Linked DNA regions of Zea mays: region 1 is linked to region 2. Evidence: chromatin contacts called from public Hi-C data. All regions are on one chromosome and are shown on one strand. The core of a region is the stretch at or near the end of the contact, and the rest is flanking DNA. Distances in the headings are between cores, read along the strand shown.

What was found. Hi-C and Micro-C count contacts between places; a contact is called where the count stands out from the background.
Region 1: a contact with region 2 is called in a Hi-C map of endosperm, with 2.6 times the contacts expected there. The contact joins the promoter of LOC103632574 here to the promoter of LOC100381498 in region 2. A contact is called at or near these places in 6 of 25 Hi-C or Micro-C datasets (ear, endosperm, leaf and 2 more) and 1 of 3 datasets of contacts at active chromatin or transcription factors (leaf).

What each region holds. Positions count from the first base shown.
Region 1 is chr7:93,704,670-93,709,494 of Zm-B73-REFERENCE-NAM-5.0, forward strand. LOC103632574 (pentatricopeptide repeat-containing protein) reads right to left here and starts at 2,964. Exons shown (of 5, transcript XM_035960968.1): 1 at 1,411-2,964; 2 at 7-1,137. The coding sequence starts at 2,862. The coding sequence ends at 331.
Region 2 is chr7:93,535,747-93,540,298 of Zm-B73-REFERENCE-NAM-5.0, forward strand. It overlaps LOC100381498, which reads right to left and starts at 1,415. Exons shown (of 2, transcript NM_001174329.1): 1 at 931-1,415. The coding sequence starts at 1,148.

The DNA of each region.
Region 1 (4,825 bases), core at 1,714-4,213, 170 kb after region 2:
GCCTACCAAAAGCTGCATGGGGCAGTAAGCCAGGAAGCAATGATGAGGGAAATCATAAATAAACCAACTCAATCAATGTCTTTTCCTTCTAGATGGATGGATCTCAGTACTCACCAATGAACTGAAAGCCATTTAATGTGGCAGATCACCAGGCTAATTTCTTTTTGAACCAGTAGCAAAGTAGGTGGTCTAGTGGGTAGTGGCTAACAGGGCTAGATCCATACATCAGAATGCCTACTTTTTTGGTCCTTAGTATGCATTGCATTATCATGATTTCGAAGTCCAGTGCAGTTCATTCAGAATTTCTTTGCATGAAATATCTAGTCATAATCACCAGTAATCACCACATGAACAAGAACCATCTCTAAAATGGTGAAACCGGTTGGAATCCCGCAGTATGATCAGTCTTCCCTCAATCGCAGAGATACACTTGAAAGCAGTGTGACAGTCTCTGCATACTCTCAGGTTCTTTATCACCCGGATGGGCCTCCCAGGAGGAATTTTTAGAATACCATAAGCAACAGCAAGCTTCTCGCTATGATACTTTAGCATGTGCTCTTTCTCTTCCTCCTCAACATCATGCAAAACCATATCTGTAGCTGATACATATCCAGCCTTTTTCATCCTGATGTCAAGATCTTCCAGGAAAGCATATATGTCCTCTCTTTCAGGATGCACAGAATCACCCACTGAGAAAGTGTGGACTTTGTTCTGCACCTCAATCCAACTGAATCCTGGAACCTTCTTCACACCACGCTCATGCATTATATGTCTCATCTTGTCCACATCACGCCATTTGCCAGATGATGCATATATATTTGAAAGCAAGACATACATGCCTGCATTTTCAGGTTCCAACTCAAATATTTTCTCAGCTGCATTCCTGCCAAGTTCAGAGTTGCGGTGGATCCTACTGGCACCAAGTAATGCACCCCACATGGTAGAGTCAGGCTCAAAAGGCATGTCCTTCATAAGATTAACTGCTTCATCCAATCGCCCAGCACGGCCAAGAAGATCTATCATACAAGTGTAGTGTTCAGGTTTTGTTGCCACACCAAAATCCCGGTGCATTGAATAGAAGTATGAAATCCCTTTCTCAACCAAGCCAGAATGACTACATGCTGCAAGTACTCCAACCTGGAAGTTAAATTTACCAAAACATTAGAAGATCACAAGTGAACCTAATGTTAGCTTCCCCGGTAAATGTTGTCTAAAAAGGAAAGTCAGTAGCCAGATACAAATATAATACATGATTGATTGCCAGGAGGGATCCATAGATAAACATGAAAGTGTCATCAAGACATCAATTAGATATTGATTCATCAAGCAAAACCAACTACATATACTGTAACTTGTATATCCTACAAACTTAAAAATACAATGTTCCATTTCCAGGAAGGACATGCTTACCAAAGTAATATCGTCTGGCTTGGTAGATGTCTTCCTCATGGTATCAAAAACCTCAAGTGCTTCCTTGCCAAAACCATGACGTGCATAGCCTGCAATCATAGTATTCCACGAAACAACATCCCTCTCCTCCATCTCTTCAAATGCACTGTGAGCTTCCTCCATGCTTCCGCATTTGAAGTACATAGCTAGAAGTGCATTTCCAACAAAGCAGCCCACCCCATAACCAGCCTTAATCAACCTACTATGCAGCTGCATTCCACACTCAAGTGCAGCAATGTCAGCACATGTGCTCAAAACACAAGCAAATGCTGACCTATTCACCCACTCACCACAACGTCCCATCTCTTTGAACAACTGCAGTGTTTCCTCACTGAAACCAATTTGTGAATACGCAGCCAGCATTGCAGCCCATGAGACTGCATCCTTCTGGGGCATCATGCCAAAAATTGCTCTCGCCTCGTCCAGCATCCCAGCCTGAGCATACCCTGTCAACATTGTGTTCCACGAAGCCACATTCCTACAGGGCATAGCATCAAACAACTCCTTTGCCTCCTCCATCATCCTCCGCTGGACATATGCTGCCATCATTGCATTCCACGACACAGCATTCTTATCTGGCATGGCATCAAACACCCTCTTGGCCTCTTCGAGCATCCCATTTTGTGCGTATCCAGAGACAATAGCTGTCCAGGTGAACACATCTCTAATTGGGGCCACATCAAACAACCTTCTTGCCTCAGCCATATCTCCTCTCCTCGCATAACCGGACACCATAGTATTCCAGGAAACAACATCTCTCTGTGGCATTTTATTAAACATTTTCTGCGCTTCTTCTATCTGACTGCGCTGCACATACCCAGCCATCAAAGCATTCCAAGAAATTGCATCCCACTCTGTCCTTGAATCGAACAGCTCCCTTGCCTCTTGGATCCGTCCGTTCCGGACATAGGCAGCAAGCATGCCATTCCACGAGACAGCATCCTTCTCTGGGGCGAGATCAAAGTAGTGCCGTGCGAGCGAGACCAGACCATGGTTAGCGTGAGATGAGATCATGACGTTGTAGGACACGGAATCCTTCACGGGCATTTCGTCGAACAGAGCACGCACGTCGGCGAGCGATGACGACACCCCCAGCGCATGCAGGAGCGTGTTGTAGGAGAAGGAATCGGGGCGCGGAATGGAACGGAAGAAGGAGAGCGCCTGCGGGAGGCGTCCGTTGGCGGCGTACCCGGCGAGCATGGTGTTGTAGGTGGAGGTGGAACGGCGGGGCATCGCGGCGAATAGGCGCTCGGCGTCTGGAACGCGGCCCGCACGCATGTGCGCCGTGATGGCTCTGTTGCGCCGGATGACCTCCATATCAGGCTTGCCCGTAATGCAAGCGTCGGCAGGGGCGGGCGGCCGCCTGTGGCTTCGCTGCCGCGCGGCGGCGCGGAGATGGCGGGAAGGAAGCATGGGTGGTTTTCCGAACTGTGGTTCTGGCTTGTGCCTGTAATTGTTGCAGAGCTTTCTCAAAATTGTGACAACGTTTTGAAAACGAACTAGAACCGGTGTTTGTTCAGGATTACAAGCTGAATCGTAGCTCGGTTTGTTAACGAACCAGCTCTTAAGCTAAACGAGCTATCACATATATATATATATCTACTACTATATTTAAGACGTTAGTGTAGACGTCCACATTTTTTTGGTGCACGGTTCTACCGTCGCCCGCTCTCCTCTCTCACGCTGTCTCGCCAACAGACTCGCCCCCGCTGTCCTATCTCAGCCTCTGATCTCTCGCTCGCCATCATGGAAGGAGAATCAACACATCCAGGAAAGGTCCGACCCTGCTCTCCTCTCTGCTGTCTCTCTCGCCCGCCATCTGCGCCAAGAATCGTCGCCATCTCCGCGCTCCTCTCTGCAATCTGCCGCCATCCATGGCAGCTCTGTCCGTACCCACAAATCGTGCACAGATTCATGGCAGCCGCGCCCCGCTCTCCTCTCTGCAGCCCACCGCGATTCTTGGCGCCCACACCTCTGCAGTCCGCCCCGCTCCGTGCTCCTCTCTACAATCCGCCGCCATCCATGGCAGCTCTGTCCGCGCCCACAAATCGCGCGCAGATTCATGGCAGCCGCCTTTCCGCTCGAGCACCCACGCAATCATCACCGCCGCCATCCATGGCAGCTCTGTCCGCGCCCACAAATCGCGTAGATTCATGCCTCCCGCTATCACATTCTCACCGGCTGCCCCGGTCGCGCTTCCTTCTCCCGTAGCCATCAGAAAAGGGGGAAAAAAGGCCACCGAATTCTCCTCGCCCGGGCACAACCTCGCTCTAGAGTCCAGGCCAGACCAGCATGTCGCCTTTCCGCTCGAGCACCCACGCAATCATCACCGTTGTCTTCCTCTCGCTCTTCTCTTCCCCTTCCATTCCTTGGCACCACGTCCTCGGGAACGCCGCATGCCCTCCGCACAAGGCGCCGCCTGTTCCCGGTGACCGCGGGGCCGAGATCGGCGCGCCATGGCCGCGCCCGGAGGCCTGGACCAGGACTGTGCACAAGACGCCGCCATTAAGCTCTTCGGCCGCAACATCCCGGTTCTCCACTCATCCGTCTTCGCCGCCACCGCCGCGGCTGCATCCGAGGTGGGCAGCAACAGTCTCAGTTCTCGGATTCATTCCCTGACGAGGGACGGGGATCTTTCATGGTCGACGGGTTCTCGTGGGGGGGCAGGATGGTCATTGCTGGCCGTTTCTGAGGAAAAGGGAGAGGACGGGAAAGCGGAATCGGATACGCTTTTTCTTCCTCCTGCTTTTGCGCTGTCAAATGCGTGTTGGTGGATCATGGTTCCTGCTGGGATTCTGGTCGCTGTTGCTGCGAAAAAATTATTCCTTTTGGAGCCTTGTTTGATTTTGTACCTCATTACAAAAAAGTTGTGGGTTTATGTGTTTGCTCCTTCAGTGTTTGTACGGGAATTTTCTTCCAATACATGTTTCTTCACCAAGTTACTCTTCGTATTTACGGCCGTATTTACGGTGAGATTTATGTTGGTTTATCCCTTACTCAGATTCTAATCATGTGAGCCTTCGGCTTGCCTATAATGTTTCATGCTGACTGCTTAGGGATTACTTCTGTTCATGCTTGATGTGATAGCTTGGAATCGAAATGTTCAATATGTACGATAAGAAGATTGGTTGCCTTTTCATAGCGTCCATGTACGATTTTGTTTCCTTTTTTCTTTAGAAAGATACATTGCCTTTGTCTGTGGAGAAATCGCTGAGATTTTTCTTGATTTTGTGGGGGTAATCAGTAATGCCATGGAAAAGGTAACGAACATTCAGGTTACATCAGTTAACAGACTATTAATCAGGTTCCTTCAGTTCCTTTGGATGTCTTTCTTTTTGAGACGGGGGTCCTCTGGCTACCTTTCAGTGTACTGTAA
Region 2 (4,552 bases), core at 165-2,664:
ACAAACTTAAGCTCCACTGAAATACTGAAAGTTCCAAAGAAAATTCGATAGCGAAATTAGGCAAGAAATATACAGCTGAGCAGACCAAATAAAACAAGTCACATTGGAGACGGTTACACAGAACGTAATTTGATGGCATGCTGACAAAATCAGCATTATATTCTTATGGAAATGGTAAACGAAAGTCAAACAAAGGCTGGCCTACATTCCACATCAGGTGCTACTATTTGGCAGGAAGCATCACACAAAAAAAATGAAGACAGAAATGGAACTGCACAAACAATAGGAAACAGTCCTAGAATATCTTCAGTTCCAGATAACAACTGCAGAATTTACATTTTGCAGGAGAGCTGACCAAGTGCCACCATATAAGGTTAATTTAGAGACAGTGAGACAGACTACCAAACAAGAGTTGCCTGCCTAATTGCCCATTTCCATCACCTACAGAGGCTGCTGCAACAGAACATTTTTTTAATGCAGCCAGGAGGGCAGTACAAAACGTATAATCACCCAACATATTACCAGATATGACAATGACAGGACATGACGACACGGGGAACCTTGTGGACGGCGACGGTAGAAATTGGAATAACTATGAGGACAAGAGTATTGCGATTGCAAGGTTGTTGTGTTCATAGAAGCAGAGAATGCCTCATGAATACTATTAACATTCAAAATCAATGTAAATCCAGGACTACATATAGGAGGACAACAAGGCGTGGACGATTGCAATTTGCACAAGGAGGAAGGCGACCATTTTACTCGTCGTGTGTCCTGCGCGGTCCTAACTAGGACAACGTTGCATTGCATTGCATGGGGTAGATGAATACTATGTAGCTAATTTTCGATCCAACACGATGATGCCTAGCATAGCAGACCAGGAAACTAAATAGATCGAGAAAACGGAAGGGGAAGAGGACGGTTGAGTACCTCTCCTGGCCAGCAGTGTCCCAGATCTGGGCCTTGACGACCTTGTCGTCGACCCTGATGCTCCTGGTAGCAAACTCGACCCCGATGGTGGACTTGGACTCTAGGCTGAACTCGTTGCGCGTGAACCTGGAGAGCAGGTTGGATTTGCCGACGCCAGAGTCGCCGATGAGAACGACCTTGAAGAGGTAGTCGTAGTCGTCCTCCGCCCTGTACGCCATCGGTGCTGAGCCCCGGCAGGCACTTGCCTTCCCTTCCTTCCTGAACCGCGGTTCCTGAGAGGCAGGAGGACGGGCAGGTGAGGCCCGCAGCGCTTCTCGGGGCGCGGGAGGGGGAGAATGGCGAGGTGGTGGGAGGCGGACGCGATGCGTGTGGTGGCGCGTATAATAAAGAAGAGGAGCAAGGCGAGGGCCAAGGGGCCGGCGGAAAAATAGCAAGCGCGCTGCGGCCTGCGCCGCGCCGAAGCTGCCTCCCTGGCCCTGGCCGCCTGTGTCAGGTTGCCGTTCGGCGGCCTTGGTGTCATCTCGTTCTGATCTGCACATGCGGCCGACCCGGCATAGGACGCCGGCCGAGGGTAACCATCACATATTCAGATGGCAGGAATGCCTCCACATGATGAGTACATGACGAAGGAGAATCCAACAGAAATGTTGGGGACTACCAACTAGTACTACTACCCTAGAGCAGGTATTTTGCTTGTTCAAGTTCATGAATCAACGTGTAACAACTTTATGCCTGACACTGCCAAAGTTTAGGACCGACAGATTAAAGTCAATTATTTGGACTGATACATCTAAAATTTATAAAGACAAAAACACCGTAGAAGTCGGTACGAATTAAACATGTCATTTTTTAAATGAGCAACATGGTATAGTCCATCGTCATGGCGTGCTCGCACGTTCGTGTTTAGTGGCTAAGCATGTCAGGATAGAGTCACTGAAATGTTAAATTAGATGTTGAACCGTGAAGTGATCTAGTTTAATTCAGAGGCGAAGCAGGTAGCAGTTAATAGAGGTGCAAATACACTCCTTAAAAACATGAATATAGTAATTTTAACTAAAATTTTACCATATATGCATTATCGGTGTTTGCATATACTTATCACTAACGGAATCCGAGGCTTTGCCGAGCGTCGGATTTTTTGCCGAGTGCCTTTTGTCGGACACTCGACAAAAAAGGCTTTGCCGAGAGCCGCACTCGACAAAGTTCGGCTCTCGGTAACAAGCCGCTTTACCGAGCGCAGGACACTCGGCACAGGACCATACTCAGCAAAGACATGTTTGCCGAGTGTTTGACACTCGGCAAAGAAGGCGCTCGGCAAACAGCCGTCAGCGGCCGTCCTAAAGCTGACGACCGTCAGCCTTTGTCGAGAGCCGAGGACTGGCACTCGGCAAAGTGGCTTCTTTGCCGAGTGCCAAATACTGGGCACTCGGCAAAGAACTCTTTACCGAGTGCCTTCTATAGATACTCGGCAAAGCATATTTTTGTTTTTTACATTTTGGCCACCAAACTTTTTGTGGTATGTTCCTACACTATGTAGACCTACATGTACCATTTTGGGACAATTATAACAGTGTTTTCTATAGCTAGTAGATTTAGTTTATTTATTTTAATTTCTTCGGAAAATTCAGATTTGAACTGTAGGTCACTCGAAACTTGGAAAACCGTGCATGCAAAAATGATATTCATGCTACTTAGCACAAGTTACGACCGATTTCAGTAGCGGGCCGGAAACTTCAAGCACCATGCTCACTCAACATGACCGTGAACTTGCCATCCAGGTGTTTAAAAATTGTATAAAACACAGACAGAGTCAAAAAATCATGAAACCTGTCCACGTGTCATGATATCATATGTAGAGGCTGTGATAAAAATTTGAAAAAATTTTCGAAAAAGCTGTAACGCACTATGTGTACAAACCTAAGAGATCCACATTGAAACTCTATGATTTCATGTGTAGTTCTCTCAGGTTTCTACACATAATGTCTCACAACTTTCTCCAAACATTCTAAATTTTTTATCACAGACTCTACATATGATATCATGACACGTGGACAAGTTTCATGATTTTCTAAGTTTGTTTGTGTTTTATAAAACTTTTAAACAGCTGTATGGCAAGTTCACGGCCATGTTGAGTGAGCATGGTGCTCGAAGTTTCCGGTCCGCTCCTGAAATCGGTCGTAACTTGTGCTAACTAGCATGAATATCATTTTTGCATGCACGGTATTCCAAGTTTCGAGTGACCTGCAGTTCAAATGTGATTTTTTCGAAGAAATTCAAATAAACGAACTAAATCTACTAGCTATAGAAAACAATTTTCTAATTGTCTCAAAATGGTACATGTAGGTCTATATAGTGTAGGAACATACCACAAAAATTTTGGTTGGGAAAATTAAAAAAATAAAAATGTACTTTGCCGAGTGTCAATAAATGACACTCGGCAAAGCAGCCTTTGCCGAGTGCGAGCTGGTTCACACTCGGCAAAGAATTGTAAAATTATATTTGTCGAGTGCCGCCCAGTGGGCACTCGGCAAAGGAGACTTTGCCGAGTGTCAGAGATCTGGCACTCGGCAAAGAATATTTTAAAATTTAAAAAAAATTTGCCGAGTGCCAGATCGCGGGCACTCGGCAAAGTCAGGAAATAAACTATCCGACCGTTCTTCTTTCTCCTTTCTCTTCTCTCACGCTCTCTTCTTTCTCTTCTCTGCACGCCGCCGAGCCGTCTGCCCACCGCCGCGCCGTCTCCCGCCGCCGCGAGTCCTCGCCCCTCCCCACGTCGGCACGCCGCCCCCCCCACTCAGGCGCCCGCCCGCCCGCTCGCCGCGGCGGCCACTCGCCGCGCCGGGCCCCTCGGCGCGCCCGCCCCCTCCGCACGGTCGTGCCCGCCACGCCCGCCGCACCCGCCTCGTCGCACCGTCGTGAGCTGTGTCCAGCCGCCCATCCCCGCGCCCGCCGCACCCGCCTCGCCGCACCGTCGCGAGCATTTTTGTTAGGTATGTTAGTTTTGTTGCTATAATTAGTTGTTTGTTAGTTTTGTTAGCATTTTTGTTAGGTATGAATATCGTGAATATGAATGTGATAAATGCGAATTTGATCGGATGTGATGAATGTGAGTTGAATATGCAGGTTTTAGTATCCTCCCCGTGCAGGGGAGGTGCTGTTAAAATTTATACTTAGTTATTTAGTAGTTAGTGGGTAGTATTAGGTGGTTAGTATTTAGTCGGTTGTGGTTATACTTATAGTTATCTATCTAGTTATTAGCGGGTTGTGGTTAAGCAATAACCATCCATAGTGGACATTGAATATTTAATTCGTGTTTCAAATACTTGTGTTAACATACTTGTGATTCTTTTTTATAGAGAAGATACTTGTCTTCCTAGCCGCTGCGGGTCTGCCTGCACCGCGTCGCGTCGCCACTGCACCGACCCGCCACAGCCCCACTAGTCTGACTCCACCGCCACCCTAGGTATAACCTCTATTTCCGCATCATGGTCGTAGATCACGTAACCCAGTTAGGCGTCTCCCGTTCGAAAGAGATACGGTGTAGATATGCAGATCTTTGCATATCTACAAATGTATCAGTTTCGAATTGTGCACGTTTTTTGGACAGCCCGCGGTTGCGTAG